Regions from separate parts of the Gossypium hirsutum genome. Here regions 1 and 2 are each linked to region 3. Evidence: chromatin contacts called from public Hi-C data. All regions are on one chromosome and are shown on one strand. Each heading gives the region's core, a stretch centred on a gene start, on an enhancer-like site or on the middle of the called end of the contact. The rest is flanking DNA. Distances are from core to core; before and after follow the strand shown. Region 1 holds the start of LOC107948940. Region 2 holds the start of LOC121203000. Region 3 holds the start of LOC107948591 (protein MET1, chloroplastic).

Region 1 (3,271 bases), core at 595-3,094, 290 kb before region 3:
ATTTAGTTGTATATCATAATGCGAATGCGTTTATACATGATTGTATGATTGTATGTTTGTATGTTATATTTACGGTGTATTTGACTGTAGTTGCTCCGACAACGGATATGGCATCCTATAACTCGGACTCAACAGTCGGGTCAGGCGAGAGTTGTTACAATCAGAATAATCCAAAACAAAATATCAAAGTGGACTTATTAAGTTTAAGGGTTGAAAATTACATTAACCTTAAAAACTCATTTTGGAATGGAAATTGTGTGAGTTAGTGCTAGATAAAAAATCAAAAAATTGAAAAATATTAGAACTACGGTGTTTGAAAGGTTTTTGAAATAGGCCTAAGATATTATTTGATATTCCAGTTTGACATTTTTTTCTAATGTGGTACCTGTGTTATTTTTTGGTCTAATATGATACCTATATTTGACAAAATTTATATATTTTGATACCCAAAGGTAGCAATGTTAGCTTTTTAGTGTTTAATTCGAGTTTTTGAGTTGATTTGATGAAAGTTGATTTCTAATATTATTAGATTTGAATTTTTAATGATTTCAAAAAAAATAATTTTAGTATTAATTGTGAATTTGTTTAATTTTACGTTTAATTTGTCAAATATAGTCCGATGAATGTGATTTAATTCCGATTTTAGAGTTGATTTGATAAAAGTTAATTGTTGAAATTATTAGCTAATTATAAAATTTTTATCAAATTAACTCTAAAATTCATATTAAACACTAAAAAATAATATAAATACCATATTAAAAAAAATCAAACTTAAGTAACAAATTATGCATTAAACCTTTAACGTATAAATAATAATTTACTCTACACAAATTCTTTTTTTTATTTAATTTACAATTACATTATCTAGATGTAAAAATAAATATTTTATATTAAAAGAAAAACCAACCAAGTCTTAATAACAAATTAAAAAAATTAAGTCGAGTCATCAACTCAAAAGAACTATGAGCAGAAAGAAATTTCTTAGAAGGCGTCCCCATCAGCAGCAGCAGCGACCAAAGTCGGTGATTGTGAATACGCGCTACCTAGGTCAACACCTCCATCCTCTGCTCCAAAATCAAAAGTCCACAACTTCGGCTGCCCAAACACTGCTTACCCTATTTATTTATTCCTCTTACTCTCCAATCATGGCGCGTAGTCAAAGCACGGCTGATCCTCTTCGTCTTAATGCTTCTACATTCTGTACGCCACTTAATTGCGCGTAGGTCTAGTGCTTTTCTCGTTTTCTAATGTGAACCCGACGACCAAACCTAGCTTTAGTCTTTGGGTGTACAGATTATAGACCGACCTTTCTACCTGGCATATGAATCAAATTACAAAACTATTTAGGGTTAATACCACAAGACATACCCAAAATATACTCTAAATTCTAAATTAATCCTCAAGTTTCAAATTATTGTACTTCCATTACCTTCTTTGTCAATTAAATGTTAAATCTAGTCCAAATTTCACATAGAATATATTTAAAACACATGATAAAATTTTAAGGACATGGCTATCACATTAGATCATTTAGATTTAATATATGATAAAATGAAAGAAAAAAGAAATCTCTCTCTTAAATTTTAAGGACACATTCAATTCTTTTTTAATATATCAAATCAAAAATGTTAAATCCGAGCTAGTATTAATGTTCAAGTTGAAGGTTAACTAGATGGAAATATCTTATTATATGATATTTGATATTTTGATAATTCAATTAAAATGTTTTGAAGTTAAAGGATCAATTTTAAACTTAGACTATAAATTGAGGATGTTTGGAGCAATTAATCCAAGTTTAAAAAACTCATTTGTACGAGTCAAAATCGAAGCCCGTCGTCCCCCTTGTTTTTGCTGACTATATTTTGAGCCATTATTCATCATTATCATAATCATCATCTCACAATCACGGAAGCAAATTTGTGATTCTCACTAACTTCACTACATTTCAGCTATTCATTATTTTTTTGGTGCTGGTAAGCCATGAGGAACACAAAAAGTTCAAGTTCTGGGTGTTTCTCCGCCGTTTTCCGCCGGCTTTTTTGTTCGGGGACTCCTGAAACACATCCATCAGTCCCCATTATAGAGTTAAACGCCGTTGATATCATGGCTAAGGCTCAAGTCCAAGCATCTGAAAGTGGTCCTGGGATAGTGGCTAGGCTAATGGGGCTGGACACATTGCCAGACAACAACTGGGTTTGTAGAGGCAAAACTCCAAGTTCAGTTCCTCGGAGCAAGTCAGCCAATTTCATGGATTATATGCTGGATTTTGATTTAACAAAAGCCACTCATCGTCGAGTGAAAACGTCGACGTCGTTTCAGGAGCTACCGCAAAGTCCGCAGCTGTTGCAGCACAATCAAGAAACAATGTCTGAGCCAAGGAAATGGAAATCCCAAAGAGTAAATGGATCAAGTGGTAAGAATGTTAAGCAAAATGTGAATGTAAGAGAGAAAGTATGTTCCAAGAAGAAAAACAAGAAGATATCTAAGCTTAAAAACGAGCCAAGGAGAGTTTCTAGTAAACAATCTTTGAAGTCCAGTGGCTGCATTGGTGTAAATTCAAAGGCAAAAACTCCATTGGAGGAAGTATCTGTTAAGACGAAGAAAAAAAATCAATCTGCAGTTAGGAAAGTTGAGTATACTGACAGTAACTCGGAGGGCTCAAGTTCAAGTTTAAGCCCAGTTTCTGTCCTCTATGTCAATGATTTTGAGTCGACGAAAAACGAGGAGACTGCGTATTTCATGGAGTTGGTGGATAGACCTAGCAAAATGACAGATGAAGATATAAAATTCTCAAATTAGATAACGAAGAAACTTTTCACGTTTGAAGACTTTGAAGAAATCTGTGTGAAGCTTGAGGAGCAAATACTTGATTTAATGTTGCACCAAGTAGCTGATGAACTTGGGGGATTCCACACATGGAATGTTTGAAAACAAAAACCAACTTGGTGGGTACTTTGTGCAAAATCCAGAGTTTTTATCCTTCAAATCTACAGGTAAACCTTGAAAAATAAAATTCGAAGGAGTTGACCGAATTTGATTACTGGTGCGGTTGCCTCTGCTAGCAAATTGCAGCATGGAGTTAGTGTCAAGTAAGCAAAGGATATATGGGAATGATATTTTACATGTTCAGAAATTGTAAACTATAGTTTTAAGCGGGGGGGTGGGGGTGGGGAATGCCCCTTATTTATAGTTTTATATTTCAGCTTTAGGCAGAGAATGGATATTTTCCACCCTTCCTTGAATGTGACATGAATACATCTTCATTGACCAT
Region 2 (3,268 bases), core at 163-2,662, 450 kb before region 3:
AAACATAAAAAACCAAAGAAGATAAAAAAGAAACAAAGGTTGGTCCTCGAAGGAATCATAGAGCAATGATTAATGTAAGCAAACAAACAATCAATGAAACTAAAAGGAAAAAGAACTCAGATTGCCTAAAACTATGAGAAAACTTTCCACCGGCTATTAAAGATCAAACTTCAATGTTCAATTATTTATTTTGTTCATATGAAAATTTTCTCAATCCCCCCCCCAACAAAAAAATCCAGTTCCAGATATTTTACACTGGAGATAGCATATGCCTAACATTAACAACTCTATCGAAGCAAACCAAATTTCGGAATCCTTTTCCTAGATGATTCACAAACTTTAAAAACAAAATTTGGTCTCAAGCATTTGAAAAGATATATTAAACAAAAAGTCAATATCATTTCAAATAAATTTGTACCAAAAAGGGAAAGGGGGCTGATTTTGAGGTAAAAATCTTCTCAAACCTCCTTAATCCATAATGCAAGGCATGTTGCACTATCGATGTGTGTGTGTGTGTGTGTGATTTGAGAATTGAGGCACTTTTGCTTCAAGTGAACGAACTGATGGGAAACAGAGCAGTCCCAGCAGCCAGAGAAAGAAGCTTCCATAAATAGTTAACAAACAACAAGCTATTTTCAAGTCTTTAGAATTACACGAACAAATATTCAACCTTTCTGATCTCGAGAAAATATTTTGATTTTTTTTCTTATTCTAGAAAAATAAATCAATAAGGAAAAAAAATCAATGGAAAATAATGAAAAATAAACCAGAGAAAAAAAGGTACCTATTTGCAAGTCTATCAACGACAAGCTCATTGACGACATAAGATATAACTCTGTGCATGAAATTTCCTCCTCCAGCCATGATCAGTTCCCAAAATCTGATAAAAAAATTAAAATAAAAACAAATATCAGATCAAAAAGCCCGAAGTCAAAAAAACCCTAATATTTTTGTTAGACAACAAAACAATCATTATGTAATTATATAAAAGGTTAAAAAAGAATTAACGCTAGGACTTATGATGATAAAGAGGAGTTTTACCTGGCAAATGAAAACGATGAAGACGATGTAGCAGGCTCCTTTGTTTCTCGAAGCTACCTGATCTCTGTTAAGGAGGCTTGAGTTTCGTTTATATCAGGCGCAGGCAGGACCGCACGAGTGTCCTTCTGAGTTGTGGGGTTGAAGCTGGGTCAGGGCTCAGGGGCTTTGATGGACCATGGCGATTAACAGGCCAGAAAACTTTTTTGTTGTCTAAACGAAAAGTTTAGCTCCTTGGGCCTTTCCAATTCTTTTTCTTTGTCTTGTTGGATTTATAGAATTCTATTTTCAACAATCAAGAAATTTTATATATTCTTTTACAAGGGAAATTACAAGTTTGATACATATTCCCGGACAAAGGATCGAGACGCAACTCCTCCAATTCAAGCAAGGTCACTTGTACATAAATTTACCTCATTCATCTTTTAAAAATTAATAATGTCTCGTGTCATATCTTATAACTTTAAAAGTCAATCAAATCTAAATGAGATACCCATAATTTTGTCAATTGAGTCTTAGTTCGATTGGCATTGGCATTATTGTCAATGCAGAAGGTCATGAGTTTGAGTACGTTGAAGTGCATTATCTTCCTATTTAAGGGTTGGGGAGGGGTTATGAGTAGTTCTAGGCATAGTATCAAAAAGAGCAGTTATGATAAGAACCTTAATGAAATTAATGTTAAAAAAAAAAAAGATATCCATAATCTTAAAATTAGACTTGTAAGCTAAAGTGATCATTTTTGAAAGACCCACATTAAATCTTCAAACCTATAAAAATAAAGCCTTACTACCAATGCCCTATGAGGTCAGGATACCAGCAATATTTTGCCTATAACCACTATGGTCAACCTAGTCATCACGAGGGATATTCGTACAACACCACCCATCTAGCCTACCAATAGTATCACTAGCAAATTTACACGCAACCTCAGCCTTAGTACTACCATAGCTACCTAAATCAATATGAACCTCAAGTTGCAACTTGCAAATAACCCCCTACCCCTATTGCCACTAACTGACCATTCCTCCATCCAAAACAATATGAATGCGAGCCAACAATATACAAAACTACCGAAGCAACTCAAGCTCCTTCAAGAATAGTTCCAACGACATCAAGGAACATTGCAATAAAATGCCCAGCTCATACATGAATTTGAGGCACGTAAAGGCCATTAGCAAAAAAATACTAAAAGACAAGATAATGACGAATTGGGAAGGACCCTATGTAAAAAAGGTTAGCTGTGAATCATATCAATTGGTACGATTCAATAGTAAGTTCATCCTAAGAATGCGTATATTATGTAGTAACACCATCCCAACTAATATTAATATGTGAAGAGAAGGTGTAAAGATTCCCTATTTGTGATTTGTGTCATATGGTGAAGGAAACTGTGAAGCATCTAATGATAGGGTGTCAATAAGTGGGGTTGATATGGTTTGAAGCATGTTATAGTATTCATGTTGATAGGCAAGTGATCAATTTTGTATTAATTAAGTCATAAAAATATGATAGGTCTTGCCCATAAATTTAGGCAATAAATGTCATTTCAAATTTGACATAGAGTACATATAAAACAACATATACATGAACAACTTTGATCAACATTTTTGAAAAAAAAATACTATGCCTATAAATTGAAGAGGGTTGTTTGTTTTGGGGGGTAAATTACACCAATAGTCATTCAACTTTAGGGTAGCTGACAAAATAGTCACTTTGGTTTCAATTCAGTCACTCAACTTTTGAAAAATAACAAAACAGACCTTTTAACCATTTTTCATTATAAACGTAACGGAAAAGTGGCATGCCATTCTACTATGTAAACGACCCCAAATTAAAACCCTAGTTAGGCTGGGCGATAAAAGAAGAAGAAAAAGAAGAAGGAAAAAGGATGAGGAGAAGAGAAAAAATTTGAGATTTGTGACTGAGCCAGGAATCGAGAAAAGAAAAAAAAGTCATGGATCGCGGTGACGACGGTGAGGCAAGCTTCACAAAGAAAGGTTCCAGTGGTGAGAACGGTCGAGAGCTTTTCTTCGCCATATCCAGCCAAATGCACCATCTAATCTCTTCTCAGGTCATCTTTATTTCTTCTTCTTTGTACTAGATGCTTTGGACTTAGAATCTGCCATGGTTTAGGGATAAAACGATGCAATTGTTGCTATTTCCATTTCTTTTTCTCTATGGGATTTTTGTTTTCTTTATTACCTTTTGTCTTAAAACTTTTTATTGGTTT
Region 3 (3,356 bases), core at 637-3,136:
AACCAAGCTAAATCTCGATGTCTCAATCAACAAGCATAAAGCTAGACTTTTTGCGAAAGGGTATGCTCAAATTTTTTATGTTGATTTTTCTGATAGTTTTGCTCCTGTAGCTACATAAAAGGGCTGAAAAGTCTATCAACTTGATGTTAAAGCAACATTCTTCAATGCCTTCTTGGAGGAAGAGATTTACGTTGAGCAACCTGATGGTTTTGTTGTGAAATGGCAAGAAGATGATATGTACTTGTTCAAAAAAAGCCTTGTATAGCCTGAAACAGGCGCCAAGAGTGTGGTACAGCAAAATTGATGAACATTTAATGTAATTGGATTGCAAAAGAAGTCTCAATAAAGCTACCCTTTACATAAAAGGTAATGAAATCAATTTTATTGTTGTTTCCTTATATGTGTATGATGGTCAGAAAAAGTAATAAAGAACTTGTGAGAAAGTTCAAAGAAGATATGGAGCAAACTTTCGAGATGACGGATTTGGGAGAAATGACTTACATTCTATTAATGGAATTAAAGTAGAAAAATGAAGAAGTGTTCATTGGTTAGAAGAAGTATGCTAAGGAAATTCTGAAAAAATCTAGAATAGATGAATGCAAGAGTGTAGATACTCCAAAAGTCGCAAAGAAGATAAAGCTGAAAAGTCGATGAAAACTTCTACAAAAGTCTAGTTGATTGCCTGATGTATCTAATGACTACAAGACTTGATATCTTACATTTTATAAGTCTAGTATCCAGATTTATGATTTGTGCAACTGAAACACATCTTACAATTGCTAAAAGAGTCCCTAGATATGTGAGAGGGACATTGGATTATGGAACCGAATTTTGTGCAAATCAAGATTATGTTTTGCAAGGGTATTCAAATAATGATTAGGGAGGTTCACTTGATAATTTGAAAAGCACTTCAAGTTACTGTTTCGAGTTTGATTCAGGTGTGTTCTTATGGTGTTGCAAAAAGCATAATATGGCGTCACAATCTACAACAAAACCTGAATTTTTGCAGCTAGTGTTGTTGTCAATCAAGCTTTTTGGTTAAGAAAAGTTTTAGTGGATTTGAATCTGAAACAAGAAGGATGCACAGAAGCGTTCGTTGATAATCAAGCTACAATTTCTATCTCTAACAATCTTGTTTTTCATAGGAAAACGAAACACTTCAATATCAAATTACTTTCTCTTAGAGAAGTGCAGAAAGAAGGTTTAGTTGGTTTAAAGTATTGCAAATTTGAATTTCAACTAGTTGATATATTTACAAAACCCTTACCAAGAAGCAAGTTTAAGTTTCTTAGAGAGAAACTTGGAGTTTGCTGCAACCAAAGCAATGAGGAATGTTGAAGTTGTACTTCAGCTGCTGCAAGATTTGGTCAAAACAAATTTTACTATTTTTTTTTCATTTTTTAAACCGTTTCATTATTTTAACTAATTTTAGAAGTTTGTTGATCATGAAATCGGGTAGTTTCTTAATTCTAGAATGTAATTGTTATATTTTTCATGTATTTAAATAACACTTCAACTGAATAAAAATCAACTGAATAAAAAAAAGTAACTTCACTAACAATTATTTCATTTTTTTCTTCTGCTGATATTTATTTTTGTTTCTTTTAATTTACAGGAAAATTTATTCCGACAATAATGTACTGAGATCAAGAAATAGAGTAGCTGACTGGGTGGTAAAGAGAACTAAGTTAGGCTCTTATCCCCTTTCTGGAATTTTTCTATTCCTGATTATCTCAAAATCCTCTTGTAATTCTCTCTCATGAATGAAATTATTATCTTTTGTTCAATAGCTGTGTAGACCATTGAGTGAGATGAGAGGAGGAGAGAGAGATTTTTCTTTTCCCTTCTTTTAAGGTCTCGCTGTCTTTGGGTGATGCACTGCGCTGATTTCTTTTTTATAATATATATATATTGGTGGCTGCATTAAAGTAGGTAAGTTTTACTGTGGCAATTTTTTCAGGAACCGTAAAAAACCCCTCTCTTTCGCTCTGCCAATTCTTGGAATGGAGAATTCATAAACTCTCACACTGCCCCCCCTGCTATATTTCTTCTTTGGCTTTTCCTTTTTTTCGATCTGATTCAATACTTCTATAAAAGTCTGTTCTTTTTCCATTCTTGAATGTGGGAATTTCTTTCTCTTTGGTTTGGATAATGAAATATATTGTAAATCTCTTTCCTTTTTTATACGTATGGGAAGAAATTGCTGGATCTGGGAGTGCCACGTGCTTTCATTTGGTTCAATAGAAAATTAACGAATCCAATCCACATCTGGTTTCCGACCAATCATATCATTCCTGTGATACAACCATGGCATTGGCTCCCACCACTTATCCCTCCTATCCTTGCTCTAACACTTGCTCACTGTTACCAGAGCCACTCAAAAGTTAAAAAACCTTCTGTTTTGTTAGCGTAGCAAATAGCAATACAACCATGGCTTTGGCTCCCACCACTTATCCCTCCTATCTCTGCTCTAACACTTGCTCACCCTTACACAGAGCCACTCAACCTCTCCTTTCTTCAACCAGGCATGTAGGAGTTAGATTCAACAGCAAGTGTTCAGCGTCTTTCTGCAGTGGCAAGGAGCAGCTAAAGCCATGGATTTTGGTAGCGAAAGCATCGGAAGGTGAGTCCCAAACCACAGAGCAGGAAGAGCAGCAGTACGAGGAGTATGAGGTAGAGATTGAGCAGCCTTATGGGCTCAAATTCAGAAAAGGCAGAGATGGTGGGACTTACATTGATGCTATTCAGCCTGGTGGAGCTGCTGACAAGGCTGGGGTTTTCACCGTTGGGGACAAAGTACTTGCCACCAGGTTAGCTTTTCTATTCATTCTTTTTCATTAGCAAAAGCAAACCTGCTGATAGCACCCATAGCCAACCTACTATTGCTAATTAAGAGGTGTGGACTTTAGAAGGCATTGCCACACTAATGTATTAATGAAATGAAAGATTGCCAGCTGCCCATCAAAAGACTCTACCAGTGTCAATTTATGGGCAATTTGCCTCGGATTAATGTTTCACCGTGACCCTTTCTCACACCTTCAACCATTTTTATCACATGAATCAAATTTTGTCACTGAGTGTTGTAATTGAATATCTGGTTAATGTTCAAGCTCTCGGTCTCATAGAGTGTTAAAATTAGAAGGTGACTTAATGAACCATTTATGGGAATGCAGTGCAGTGTTTGGAACAGAAATATGGCCGGCCGCCGAATATGGGAGGACAATGTACACCATCCGCCAGAGAATTGGTCCATTGCTTATGAAAATGCAGAAAAGATATGGTAAGTTATTATCCTTTGTTCATAATTAAATTGCCCCTTATGAACACTGCATCATAAGCTAAAAAATGTCAGCATT

The links. A called contact is a pair of places that touch in the nucleus more often than the background predicts.
Region 1: a Hi-C map of leaf shows a contact between it and region 3, with 2.6 times the contacts expected there. The contact joins the promoter of LOC107948940 here to the promoter of LOC107948591 in region 3. A contact is called at or near these places in 5 of 34 Hi-C or Micro-C datasets (hypocotyl and leaf).
Region 2: a contact with region 3 is called in a Hi-C map of leaf, with 2.8 times the contacts expected there. The contact joins the promoter of LOC121203000 here to the promoter of LOC107948591 in region 3. A contact is called at or near these places in 3 of 34 Hi-C or Micro-C datasets (all in leaf).

The regions. Positions count from the first base shown.
Region 1 is chrA04:77,427,907-77,431,177 of Gossypium_hirsutum_v2.1, reverse strand. It overlaps LOC107948940, which reads left to right and starts at 1,844. Exons shown (of 2, transcript XM_041111406.1): 1 at 1,844-3,089. The coding sequence starts at 1,981. The coding sequence ends at 2,799. LOC121228167 (a long non-coding RNA gene) reads right to left here. Exons shown (of 4, transcript XR_005925698.1): 2 at 2,867-3,055; 3 at 2,644-2,758; 4 at 2,201-2,340.
Region 2 is chrA04:77,592,662-77,595,929 of Gossypium_hirsutum_v2.1, reverse strand. It overlaps LOC121203000, which reads right to left and starts at 1,412. Exons shown (of 6, transcript XM_041111412.1): 1 at 1,042-1,412; 2 at 785-880. The coding sequence starts at 864.
Region 3 is chrA04:77,139,666-77,143,021 of Gossypium_hirsutum_v2.1, reverse strand. LOC107948591 (protein MET1, chloroplastic) reads left to right here and starts at 1,886. Exons shown (of 7, transcript XM_016883202.2): 1 at 1,886-2,810; 2 at 3,174-3,280. The coding sequence starts at 2,431.